2 separate regions of the Mus musculus genome follow, and region 2 is linked to region 1. The links are chromatin contacts, called in public HiChIP or PLAC-seq maps. All regions are on one chromosome and are shown on one strand. The core of a region is the stretch at or near the end of the contact, and the rest is flanking DNA. Distances in the headings are between cores, read along the strand shown. Region 1 has its middle 12 kb from the start of Pald1. Region 2 overlaps Lrrc20 (leucine rich repeat containing 20).

What was found. HiChIP or PLAC-seq counts read pairs in DNA pulled down with a chosen protein or histone mark.
Region 2: a contact with region 1 is called in a FOXA1 HiChIP or PLAC-seq map of pancreatic cancer cells. The contact joins two enhancer-like sites. A contact is called at or near these places in 1 of 115 datasets of contacts at active chromatin or transcription factors (pancreatic cancer cells) and 1 of 9 other capture datasets (pancreatic islet).

Annotation. Positions count from the first base shown.
Region 1 is chr10:61,392,477-61,399,164 of GRCm38.p6, forward strand. No RefSeq gene overlaps it. Among named protein-coding and RNA genes, the nearest start is that of Pald1, 12 kb to the left of the region's middle. Within about 2 kb of position 2,130, at least 38 of the 459 cell types and tissues checked have an H3K27ac peak or open chromatin away from gene starts, as enhancers often do. A contact at or near this core is called in pancreatic cancer cells, where this site is marked.
Region 2 is chr10:61,566,465-61,573,370 of GRCm38.p6, forward strand. The region is part of intron 4 of Lrrc20 (leucine rich repeat containing 20); the gene reads left to right. Among named protein-coding and RNA genes, the nearest start is that of Npffr1, 25 kb to the right of the region's middle. Within about 2 kb of position 3,912, at least 38 of the 459 cell types and tissues checked have an H3K27ac peak or open chromatin away from gene starts, as enhancers often do. A contact at or near this core is called in pancreatic cancer cells, where this site is marked.

The sequences.
Region 1 (6,688 bases), core at 880-3,379:
TATATCCAGCTAATGCAACTTGGTTACACGCCCCCAAGCCCCACTCCCACCCGTGATGTGTTAGTCTGAATCATTGGCAGGAATGGAGGTGATGCCAGCCCCTCTGAACCTAAGGTTGCCCCGGCCCAGGTCAGAGGGCTTCTCAGGGCCGAGGCTCACACCTCTCCTCTCCTCACCTCCAGCAGGAGCTGGGAAACAAGCCCAGATACCCTGTCATAGGCTTGTTCGCTTCCTGGAACCCCAGTTTCCTACTCTACTCTGGAAAGAGAACGGAAGTCCTGCCTCATAGAGTCCCCATGAAGGAATGTGAGAAAAATGTGGCTTCTGCCTGCTCCTCTGCCCCTCTGACAGGACCCTGTGAAGGGGCCCCTCACAGTTAGGGGAGGAAGCTCTATGCTTGGGATCTAGCAGAAGGAAGCCCATCCCTGCCTTTCTCCTCCTCCTCCTCCTCCTCCTCCTCCTCCTCCTCCTCCTCCTCCTCCTCCTCCTCCTCCTCCTCCTCCTTCTTCTTCTTCTTCTTCTTCTTCTTCTTCTTTTTTGGTTTTTCGAGACAGGGTTTCTCTGTGTAGCCCTGGCTGTCCTGGAACTCACTCTGTAGACCAGGCTGGCCTCGAACTCAGAAATCTGCCTGCCTCTGCCTCCCAAGTGCTGGGATTAAAGGTATGTGCCACCATGCCCCGTGTCTTTCTTCTTTTTAAAGATTTATTTATTTCTATTTTATTCACATTGGTGTTTTGCCTGCAGGCATCTTTGAAGGTGCCAGATCTTCCACAACTGGAGCTACAGAAAGTTGTTAGCTGTCATGTGAGTATTGGGGACTGAACCCAGGTCCTCTAAAAGAGTAGTCAGCGCTCTTAACCACTGAGCCCTCTCCAGCCCACCCCTGCCTTCCTTTCAGTCAATCAGTCAGCCCTCTCTCACTGAAGGGAAAATAGGGCCAAGCTCCAAAGAACCAAGAGCCATGATCAACCTTCTGAAAACCCAAGTCCCAGTCCAATTCCTGCCTCCCTGGGAATAGGCTGGTGTTTTAGTTTCCATCCCTCCTAAGAGACACCGTGACTGTGGCAACTCTAATAAAGGAAAGCATTTCATTGGGGCTGGCTTAGAGTTCAGAGATTTAGTCCACTGTCGTCATGCATGGCAGGACACATAGTGGCGTGCCAGCAGACATGGTGCTGGAGAGGTAGGTGAGAGTTCTACATCCTGATCAGTAGACAACAGGAAGAGAGTCACACTGGGCGTGGCTTGAGCATCTGAAATCCCAAAGCCCACCCCCAGTGACACACTTCCTTCAACAAGGTCCCCCAACAGTGCTGTTCTTTATGATTCTGTGGGGACCATTTTCATTCAGACTTGCCACAGATGGGCATATCAAGGAACCTTCTGGCCTCAGTCTCCCGGTCTGTGTAATGGGCACAATCACCTTTGCCTTATGTTCTCCTCAGCTCCACCTATGAAGAGGGGAGGGACAGGTGTCTATTTGGTGGCAGGTGACAAACTTCAGGTGACTTAGAGGTATTGTTAGAATGGGCAGGGCTAGACCTCCCTTAACTCCGGAGGCCCCTCCCCTCCTTAAGATTCCTCTCCTTCCTTCCCTGGTTGAGAGACTTCAGAGTGGCCATTTCAGTCCTAAGGCTAACTCTGCTACTGTCTTCATTATACAAATGCACAAATTGTGATAACGTGCCATTGAGGAATTTTCCCGGCATCCCCAAGTCTGTTAAAGCAGCCATTTTTGCTGCTAGACTGAAAGTCTGAAAGTGCCAGGCTGGTCTTCACTTATTCTTCCTCTCAGTGAATGTGACCAAATGTGATGGTCCAGTTGGTGAGTGCTCTCTCTCTCTCTCTCTCTCTCTCTCTCTCTCTCTCTCTCTCTCCCTCTCTCTCTCTTGCGTGTGCATGCGCGCGAGCACATACACACAAACACACACCATATCTCACACACACACACACACACACACACAGACGTCCCTCACCTCATACACACACACCATATCACACATATATATACACACACTACACCACTCACATACCACATGCACCATACCAAACACACACACACACACACACACACACACACACACACACCACTCACCGCCAGTGGTGAGTCAGAAGCCTAGTTTTCAAATATTTGAGAAATGCCATCCTGTAACTGGCTCCCAGACTCCCTAGCGAAACTCTCCCGCTCTCAAGAGCTGTGGGAACCCTGGGAACAGGAGAGTTCTGAGCACTTTCCCTATTTCCCCTGTGGGATTTTTTTCCCAAGATGGTCAAGAAAGGAGTCTTTGTCTCCCCACCCAGCACCTCCCACACACGGGGTAGCTGACTCCCTCCCGGGCGGCTCTAACTTTGCACCTACCTGGCACTTCCCATTAAGAAACTGTGGTCGGATCCTGAGCCCCCAGCCTGCCTCCCAGCCTGTCACCTGCTACCGCCTGACTTCTGCTTTGATGAGGGAACAGCATGGGGTTGCAGCAAGCTGGAAGTTGGGGGTGGGGACAGGACAGGCAGGAGAGGGTGGTAGTCAGAGCCAGAAGGGAGAGATAGAAACTCAGCAGCTCAGAGAGCTTCCTGCTCTGGGGCCTTGGGAGCATGCAAATGTTAAGTGAGGGGCTGGCGAGATGGCTCAGTGCTTAAGGGCACTGACTGCTCTTCTAAGGGTCCTGAGTTCAAATCCCAGCAACCACATGCTGGGTCACAACCATCTGTAACTAGATCTGACTCCTTCTTCTGGAGTGTCTGAAGACAGCTACAGTGTACTTACATATAATAATAAATCTATGGGTTGGATGGAGCTGGAGCGGGGCCGGAGCAAGCAAAGGTCCATGAATCAGTTTAAAACACTGGAAGGACATGGGAGGGGAGTGGGGGGGTGGGGGTGGGGGGTTGGGGGGGGTGGGGAGAGGGATATTCAACAGCATTGCTGACTTCAGGATCTGGGTTCACTTCCAGCCAACAACACGTCAGCTCACAAATGTCTGTAACTCCGCTCTCGGAACTCAGTGCTTCTTCTAGGGTTCGAGGAGACCAGACACACAGAGAATTGCCCCCAAATATACAAACGGGTAAAATACCCATACACATAAAACAAAAAAATAAAAACAATTTTTTTTTAAAAAAGGATGCACTGGAAGGCAAAGGCAGAAGTACACACCTATGATTCCATCAGCAACTACATAGTAAGTTCAAGGCCAGCCTGGGTTACCGGAGACCTTGTTCCAACAACAGATATTTAATCAGTGGTTGGGGATATAGATGTAGCCCAGTTGGTAGAGTGTTGACCTACGGCCTGGGTTCAGTCCCCAAGCAGAATAAAAACAAGCATATTGAGAGGTAGAGGTCAGAGGTTCAGAAGTTCAAGGTTAGCCTCAGCTACATAGGAAGTTTGAAGCTGGCCTGGGCTAATGTGAAACCTCTCATTATATATCTTGGAATGGTGGCACACACCTTTAATCCCAGCACTTGAGAGGCAGAGGTGGGCAGATCTCTGTGAGTTGGAAGCCAGCCTAATCTACAGGACAACCAAGTCTCCAGGGTGAGTCCTATCTAAAAATGAGTGTGTGTGTGTGTGTGTGTGTGTGTGTGTGTGTGTGTGTGTAAGTGTGTGTGAGTGTGAATGTGTGTGAGCTTACTAGCACTCACCTACAATCCCAGCACATAGAAAACTGAGGCAGGAGGATTGTGAAGTTCTAGGCTACATATTAAGACTCTGTGTCAAAAACAAGCCAACAAATACTTACAGAGCTAAGCTTATGTATTATTATAATTCATTGCTTCAAATTTTTCCTTTTATTTATTTGTTTGGTTTTTTTATTTTAGTTTAATTCTTTCTCCAACTGTCACCCTCACCCCACACACAAGGTTCTCACTACATGGCCTGAAACTCACTATGTAGACCAGGCTGGCCTCAGAGTCACAGACAGCCACCGACTCAGACAACTGAAAGCTCATGTCACAGTGCCTGGCCTGATCCCATTCGTAGTAGTGTGCGAGTGTGTGTGTGTGTGTGTGTGTGTGTGTGTGTGGCCTGATCCCATTCATTTTTAGTGCATGTGTGTATGCCTGTGTGTTATGTGTGCATGTGTGAATGTATATGTGTGTGCGCGCCCATGTGTGTTTTGTGTATGCTCGCGTGTGCATGTGCACACGTGTGCATGTGCGAGTGCAAGTGTGCGTGGCCTGATCCCATTCGTTTTTAGTGTGTGTGTGTGAGTGTGTGTGTGTGTGTGTAGTGTGTACTTGCTTACACTATTTTCCTCACATGACAGGCTTCCCCGAACTCTGACTCTCTAGTTTTCTGAGATCTTTTAAAAAAATATTTATGGGCCAGGCAATGGTGGCACATGCCTTTAATCCCAGCACTCAGGAGGCAGAGGCAGGTGGATTTCTGAGTTCGAGGCCAGCCTGGTCTACAGAGTGAGTTCCAGGACAGCCAGGACTACACAGAGAAACCCTGTCTCGAAAAACAAAAACAAACAAACAAATTTATGGGTGTTCTACCTGTATATCATGTGTGTGTGTACCTGGTGTCCACAAAGGCTGGAAGGGACTGGAATTACAAGCTGTTATGAGCTGCTAAGAATTTGACTTCATGGGGCTGGTGAGATGGCTCAGTGGGTAAGAGCACCCAACTGTTCTTCCGAAGGTCTGGAGTTCAAATCCCAGCAACCACATGGTGGCTCACAACCATCCGTAACGAGATCTGACTCCCTCTTCTGGAGTGTCTGAAGACAGCTACAGTGTACTTACATATAACCAATAAATAAATCTTTAAAAAAAAAAAAAAAAGAATTTGACTTCAAAGCCAGGCAGTGGTGGCGCATGCCTTTAATCCCAGCACTCAGGAGGCAGAGGCAGGCGGATTTCTGAGTTTGAGGCTAGCCTGGTCTACAGAGTGAGTTCCAGGACAGCCAGGGCTACACAAAGAAAGAAGAAGAAGAAGGAGGAGGAGGAGGAGGAGGAGGAGGAGGAGGACTTGGTTCATTCATAGCATGTACTCTAGGGACAGCAAAATGGCTCGGTAACAGTTAGCTGTCCGCTAGTGGGTTCCAACTCATTTCAGGGAGTTTGCCAACCCTTTCACAGGTGTCCCATAGCAGATATCCCACATAGAAAATTTTACATTTTGATTCCTAAAAGTAGCCACATTACTACCCATAATATACCCACAGTTATGAAGTAGCAGCAAAAATGATTTTATGGTTGGGGGAGGGGGGAGTGTCACCACAACATGAGGATCTGTTGAAGGGTTGCAGCACTCGGAAGGTTGAGGACCGCTGGCTCAGAAGGTCAAAGTGGCTGCTGCCTGATGGCCTGAGTGCCATCTCAGGAACCTATGGTAGGGGAACAAAGCCAACTGCCACCAAGTGTCCTCTAGTCTCCTCCACATGTGCATGTGAACACACACGCACAAATACAATTAAAACCGAATAGCAAGAAAGCATCCTTCCTGTCAGTGAGCTACACCACCAGCCCTGTCCCATACACCACGTCTTTTACCACAATTGGAAACAAACAAACAAGCAAGACAACCCACAAAGTGGGAGAAAATAATTGTCAAAAAAACCCCAAAAAAACAAAAGTAGGCCTCCCCAGGAAGAAGCCCCAGGAGTCCTGACAGCTGGCTCTGAGTCAGGCCGACCAGAGGAGGTGGAGACCCCACACAGCGTGGGAAAGCAGAGTGATTCTAAAAATCCTCCCTCCACTGTGGTCTTCAAGCCACCCCCATAGCAACCCTGGGCCAGGGGCAGGTCCGTGAAAGCCAGGAACCTTTCATCTCAGAGCTACCTCAGGAGGCCAGACCAGGAGGCTTCAGAGAACTGTGTGGCCTTGAAACTGGTACCCAGGCCCTGGAGCTGCCCTTAGCAGGAAATGAAGTCCTGTGAGAGCCCAGCAGGGTTCCAGCACAGCCTAGACCTTCTCTCCTACTGGTCCCCACCCTGAAGAGGCCCCATCCTACACCCTCTGCCACCTCTGGAACTCTTCATCTGACCTCTGGAGCTAGGAATGTGGTCCAGGTTCACGGTGATGCTGTGAGGAGCAGGGCTCTTTGAAGTCTGAGTGGCTGTGAATCCATTTCTTTCTTTTTTAATAAATGCTTTGTTTTGTTTTGTTTTGTTTTTTAAAGACATATTATGGGGCTGGAGAAATGGCTCAGCAGTTAAGAGCACTGACTGCTCTTCCAGAGGTCCTGAGTTCAATTCCCAACAACCATATGGTGGCTCACAACCATCTGTAACGGGATTCGATGCTTTCTTCTGATGTGTCTGAAGACAGACAGTGTACACATGTACATAAAATAAATATTTAAAAAACCAGAAACAAACAGAACAACAACAACAAAACAAACAAACAAATAAAAAACCAAAAAACCAAAAACCACAAGTATCAGGTGTCTTCAACTACCTAGAGTAAAGACCAGCCTAGGTTGCATGAGACCCTGACTCAACCAAACAAAAACCAAGGCTGGACAAGGCTGGGCATAGAGGTTCATGTCTTTAATCCCAGCACTCAGAAGTCAGAGACGGCCAGATCTCTGAGTTTGAGGCCATCCTGGTCTACAGAGGCCATCCTGGTCTACAGAGTGAGTTCAAGGATTGGCAGGGTTACACAGAGAAATTCTGTCTTAAAAAAAATAAAATTAGCCGGGCGGTGGTGGCACATGCCTTTAATCCCAGCAATGGGGGGG
Region 2 (6,906 bases), core at 2,662-5,161, 180 kb after region 1:
CCGGGGGAAGGTGGAAGCAAGACGATCTTGTTTTGAAGGCCAGCTGGTAAAGCCTGTATTGGCCATATTTACTATGTAGCCTTGTATGACACTGATTTCGAGACTGGGGTCTGGATCTCAGGCCCCATCTCTTCAGTAGTGTGTTTAGGACTTCCCATCATACATAGCCTCGCCAAAGGCTGGAACCCAACATGAGGGATTGTCTGAAACCAGCTTTGTGCTTCTTCTCCATGAAGGCAGGGGGCTGGCTTCCTGCCTTTCTATTGGTGTTGGGGAGATGGGAGAGTCCTGGTGGCTCCCCCACCTGTCTTCCAGCCAGCCACTAGCATAGTCTGAGGAATTGAGTGTGTCCCAGATGTAGCCCCGTTGTGAGCACCATACCCTCCCCATGCCTCCCCCTGCCATCCCAGCTGGGTCACCTGATTTTATGTGCCTGTCTGTGGCATTTTGAGTGGGATGCGAAGCTGTGCTCTACATAGCATCCTTCATCTTACTTGGTTTAGTTTCTAGGCACCAAGAGTTGCTACGAGGCTTAGATAGGAAGCCAGGCCCTGCTTCCAGCCAGCCTGGATTCCCAAGAATCTAAAGTCATTCCAGATACATTAACCTCGGCTAATTAACTCCGTGCTGGAAACTCACCACCCCTCTACACTTACCTGCACCCAGTCTCCTAGTCTCCTCCTCCTCCTCCTCCTCTTCTTCCTCCCCCTTCTCTTCCCCTTCTTCCTCCTCCTCCCCTTCCTCCTCCTCTTCCTCTTCTTCCTCCTCCTCTCCCTCCTTCTCCTCCTCCCCCCTCCTCCTCTCCTTCCTCTTCTTCCTCTCCCTCCTCCTCTCCCTCCTCCTTTCAGCATCCTTTTGGGCCATCGGGTCACACGGATGAAGAACATTACTCAGAACATTACTTTGCCTCTCAGCCGGTCCCTCTGGATTCACACAACTGGTCAATAGTGCTAATGACCAGCAAGAGCAAGTCAAGCTGGCTTCAGGGCAGTGATGTCTGTAAACTCTGCCTACTTGGACGCTGCCAGGATTGATTACCCAGCCTCCCATCGATAGAGCCCAGGAAGGAGCATCCGGGAGGGCAGGGCATTTATCCTGATTGCAGTCTTTCTCAGCAAGGTTTGGCAAGTCTTTGGCTAAAGCCCCCACCTAGGACACAAGGCTTTGCAACCCCTTCCATACAGGAGTAGACCAAGAGAAATTTAAATGAATCTGTCAGGTTTTTGTTCAGTATGTATCCCAGACGGGCCTCGAACTCCTAGTCCTCCTGCCTCAGACAGTCCCTTCTTTTGTGACAGATGTGGCCTTACCGAGGATGACCTTAAACTTGTGATCCTCCTGCCTCTACCTCCCAAATGATAAAGTTACAGATGTGTACCACCACCCCTGAGCTGGTTATGCAGTGCTGGGGATAACCTGAGTGTTTTCCTGCGTGCCAGGCGGGTACTCTGTCAGCTGAACTACATCCCTACCCTCCACCAGAGCCCCACAACTGCTGGGGTTATTCAGCATATTCAGGTGGCCCACCACACCCGAATTCTTGGAGAGTTTTGCTTTGGCTTCATGAGAGGATTCTAGAACTTCATCTCATACATCCTACAGCTGAAGGAGACAGAAGCTGCTCCAGAATGCAAAACGTAAAAGGAGAATCTGGAGAGACGGCTCAGAGGTTAAGGGCACTGTCTGCTTTTGCAGAGGACCCAGGTTCGATTCCCAGTACCAGCATGATGGCTACCAACCATCTGATTCCAGGGTATCTGATACTATTGTCTGGTCTCTGCAGGCACCAGGTACATACATAGTGCACAAATACACATGTATACAAAACATTAATATACACACACAAATAATAATAACAGCTATTATTATTATTATTATTATAGTAAAAAGAAGCAGGGTACAGTGGTACATGCCTGTAATCCCAGCACTTGGAAGGTAACAGCAAGGCGATGATTAGGAATCAGGTCAGCCCTGGTTACATCATGAGTTTGGGGCCAGTCTAAGCTACCTGAGAGCTTGCTGCAGAATGAAAACAAGAAGCTGGAAAGATGGTTCAGTGGTTAAGAATGCTTGCAGCCTTTCCAGGAGATCTGAGTTTGGGTCTCAGCATCTATATATGGCTCCTAATTGCCAGTAATCCCAGCTCCAGGGGATCTGATTCCATCTTTTAGACAAGGGTACGCATGTGCACACTTTAAAAAAAAAAAAACCTTTAAAACAGCAACAAAATGTTATATAAGAGTTTGGAGGGGGCACCAAGGAACATGGCCAGAGGTGGCCTTTGAGCTAGAATCAGAGGAGCAGCAGGATGCAAGGAGGTCCCCAGCTCTGAGAGGAAGTGCAGGCCAGAGTGACAAGGCCTTTTCCATGATTAGTGATAGAGTGACATGCTCTGGCCCAGGGAACCGCATTTGACACAGACACACTTGGCGTTCTCATCCTGAGGCACAGACCATTCTCCATTCTCTCACCGCCTCGGCCTCTCGTTCAGATGTGGGGAGTATAAATGATCTTTCTTAAGCTTCATCCCAGAGCTCCTGACTGGCATCTCGGGCTTGGCACCTGTAGTGAAACTGCTCCGGTTTGTCAATTGTGCCAGCGTTGACACGGTCTGCAGCTCCACAGCTCCTACCTCAGAGCTGCTTGTCACTCTAGCTGGATAGCGAGCCAGCCGCTCTGTGCTTCAAGAGGATTCAAAGAAAGGCTTAGGCATACAGGTAGGTATGGAAGAAGCAGGGACCAAAGTAGCCAGCGTCTCGCTGGGCCTGGAGTCCCTAGCTGTCCTCCAAGGCTGGGCTGCAGCACCCAGCAAGCTGTGGCAGGGAGACCCTCTCCAGGGACACCAGCCACTGTGCAGACCCCTCGAGTCCCAGGCAGAGAGAGACAGAGAAGAAATGAAGTCCACCATGGAGATAGGCCCTTAGCAATACCCCAGTTCAGTCCCCACTAGAGAACTGAAGCAAGAGCTTTGGTCTCCAGTGTCAGGAAGAAAGGTAGGATGGTTTAGCAGATCTGAGCACCGTCTCTGAGGTGGGAGCGCTGTGACAGCCCAGGTTACAATGCCCGAGCAATCTGCCCAGCATGATTGTCTTCAGGAGTAGAGAAAGTTGATTAGTGTCTCCATTTGGCTCTGTCCCCTCAGGTGGATGTTAGGATCAGGGTTTGTCCTTCCTGTTTGATACCCTGCCTTGACGACCTTGGTCATCAAGAATCTGGGGCTCAGTTTCTTTATCTGTGAAGTGGATCTGTGGTAGTTTGAATGGAAATGGCCTCCAGGAGCCATGGTGGAGGAAGCGTGTTGCTGGGGGACAGATGTTGAGGTCTCAGATGCTCAAGCTAGTCCCGGTGTCTCTTCCTGTTCCTGTGGATCAAGACGGAGAACTCTCAGCTCCTTCTCCAGCACCGTGTCTGCCTGGACGTTGCCATACTTCCTAGCGTGATAATGGACTAAACCTCTAAGATGGGAAGCCAGCTCCAATTAAATGTTTCCCCTTGTTAGAGGTGCCTTGGTCATGGTGACTTGTCACAGCAATAGAGCCCTAACTAAGACAGGATGATTGTGAAGAACCTTTTAGAACAGGGCGTCAGCCATCAGTTTCTAGAAGTATCTTTCTGCTGGGCCCTCTAAGAGAAGCTGCCACGCTCCTGTGTGACAGGCACTTAGAAGCAGCTTTAGCTAAAAGGATTGACTTCTCGCTTGGACTTACAGGTCACTCAAAGCAGGACAAAAGCCTGCCATCTCTGCCTTTATCTGTGTCGGTCTCCTTGACTTTTACTCCTGTCTGACAGGCTTGTTAATCACTTAGGAACGCTCGCCAGATTCCAGCGCACAGGCACACACACACACTCACTCGAAAGCTTTTTGAGGCTGACAACACAGAGATGAGTCACTCTCCTACCTTGGATTCCAGGAGCAGCAAAGGCTGGCAGGACAGACGATCCCCCGTGCCCCTCCCCTCAACATGTAGGCATCCTCAACTGGGAGCCCGTCATCTTGCCAGAACCGTATGGGTGTCATCCGCACCCCCCCCCCCATCAGTGATGGTTGCAGTTGACAGTTGAATAATTCATTCCTGAGACCCCACTGAAGGACTAGAGTGAGATAAACTTCACCAGGATCCCTTAATTATATGCATGCCTTTTGTCCCTACCCCAATTCTTCCTTTATTCAAATGTAAATGTCTCACTTGTACTCATTAATAAGGAATATGGACTCAAATCTGTAACAGAATTCTATAAATGAAGACCTGTCTGTCTATGCAACCACGCTCTGAAACCTTTTGCTGTGGCTAGTGTTTAGTTATCATTGGTTTTGGTTTACTTTAAATCATCAGGCCAAGAGCTAGATCGAGCCCATTTATCCTGCATGGAGACTGGATGACATTTGAAAGAGTCTAAACTGTTACTTGCTTCCTGTGGTCTGAGAATCAACTTGGCCTCTGTTCTTTTTTTTTTTTTTTTTCCTTTTAGCTTTAGAAAAGTGTTTTGTCTGCATGTATGAGTGTTCCACATTCGTGCTAGGTGCCCCCCAACCCCGGGGCCAGAAGAGACCGTGTGATCCCCTGGGACTGGAGTTATAGATGCTTGTGGGCTGCTGTGCGGATGCTGAGGATCAAACACGGGTCCTCTAAAGAGCAGCCAGTGCTCTTAACTGCTGAGCCATCTGCAGCCCTAAGATTTATTTTATTTTTAGTTGTGTGTTTATGGGGAGGTCTTCCTGCAGAGGTCAGAAGAGGGCCTTGGGTCCCCCTCGAGCTGGAATTACAGGTGGTTATGAACCCCCTGGGGTGGGTGCTAGGAACCAGATTCCAGCCCTCAGCAAGAGCATCAAGCACTCTAACGCTGAGTCATCTCTCAGTTCTTTAGCAGATCCAGCGGTGAGAGGCAAACTGAAACAGGGTCCATGAGCCTCGTTCTTAACAAGGAAAAGACATACCCGCCAGGGACTTGAGGTACAACTTTTAAAAGGTTGTCCCTCCTTTCAAAAGGACTGTTGGGCTGGTGAGATGGCTCAGTGGGTAAGAGCACCCGACTGCTCTTCCAAAGGTCCGGAGTTCAAATCCCAGCAACCACATGGTGGCTCACAACCATCTGTAATGAGATCTGACTCCCTCTTCTGGAGTGTCTGAAGACAGCTGCAGTGTACTTACATATAATAAATAAATAAATCTTTTTAAAAAAAAAAAAGGACTGTCTGTGGTGGGAGAGACAATTCAGTGGGTAAAGTCACTTGCCACCAACCCTGATGGCCTGAGTCTGATCCCTGGGGCCCACATGGTGAACATAAAAGCTGACTCTGGCAAGTTGTTCTCTGACCTTCACAGGTGCTACAGTGTGTGTGTGTGTGTGTGTGTGTGTGTGTGTGTGTGTGTATGCGTGCGTGTGCGAGCACTAAATAAATGTGATGATTTTTTTTTTAAGGTCTACATGGTGCAGGTGAGCCAACAGTTAAAGGGCAGTGATCCCGGGCCAGCTTTGAAAGGGAAAGATTTACCATGCTGATGTTGCAGGGAAATCCTAGATGACCGAGATCGATACTGTCAGGAACGTTGGCCACAGGAGAAGGGAGGGGTAATAGACTCTCGTGGACCCACTCCGTGCTGGGCCGGCCTGGAGTGTGTGTGTGTGTGTGTGTGTGTGTGTGTGTGTGTGTGTGTGTGTGTGTGTGTTCAGAACTGGGTCTGAGTGGAGAAACAAAATAATCCCTCCTCTTTTGTGGGGTAAGCTGTAAGTTGCCTTGGCCTGACACCCTCAGTTGCCATGGCAAGAGGAGGCCATTTCTGCTCAAAGCTGTCCCCTAGGGAAGGCAGAGATGGTTGCTAAACTACAGGAGTCAGATTTCCTGAAGCAGATGGGGTAGGGGATGGGAGTGGGGTTGGTCCTGGAAGAGGCTTGGTCCCTCCCCAGTCAGGATGCTTCCAAGTATGAACTGGAGTACGGAGGCCGTCGGCAAACACCCCGGGGTTGGAGATAATTGCATAAGAGAATTCCTTCCAAGGGTTAGGGTTTAATTAGTAAACTTCAGAGATGGCAGAGGACGTGGGAGTAATAGAACTGTCAGCATGTATGACAGAACTCAGGGATGCCCACTTCTGTGGAGTCCTCCTTCCACTAGGGTGAGCCTCTGTCAATGAGAACAGCTCAAACCAATCAGTGTGTTTATAGATGACCAGGGCGAGCCAGCTTGTGTGCACAGTTCCCGTGGCCGGTGACCCGCACCGTGCCAGTGAGGGCAACCCAGACTGGCTGCTGTTGGGTCCTAGGCAGTTTCAATGACTTATTTAGCATATAATTTCTTGTCAGGAGTTCGAATGATGGCAGCTCTGGGCATGGCTATGGCTGATCTTTTTGTCTGTTTGTTTTTGTTTTTCAAGACAAGGTTTCTCTGTCTAGCCCTGGCTGCCCTGGAACTCACTCTGTAGAACAGGCTGGCCATGAACTCAGAGGTCCCCCTACCTCTGCCTCCTGAGTCCTGGGATTAAAGGCGTGCACCACTACCCAGCTGGCTGTAGCTAATCTTGTTTGGCCTCTGACCTTTCTGTTCCATTTTTTGTGTGAGATGTGCTTTCTAGGCCAGACTCAGGGGAGACCCAGTCAAGTCTCCTCTACACTTGGCCAATCTTCTTCTTCTTGTGGTTTGGGTTTTGTTTTCCTTGTTTTGTTCTTGTTTTTGTTTTGTTTTATTTTGTTTTTGATACAGTTTTTCTCCATGTAGCCCTGGCTGTCCTGGAACTAGCTCTCTAGTCCAGGCTGGCCTCAAATTCAGAGATCACCTTCTGTCTCCCCAGTGCTGGGATGAAAGGCTTGGGACACCACACCTGGATGCAGCTGCTCCATCTTTAATCTTGCTGACAGCTTCTCTCTCTCTCTCTTTCTCTCTCTCTCTTAAAAGATTTATTTATTTCA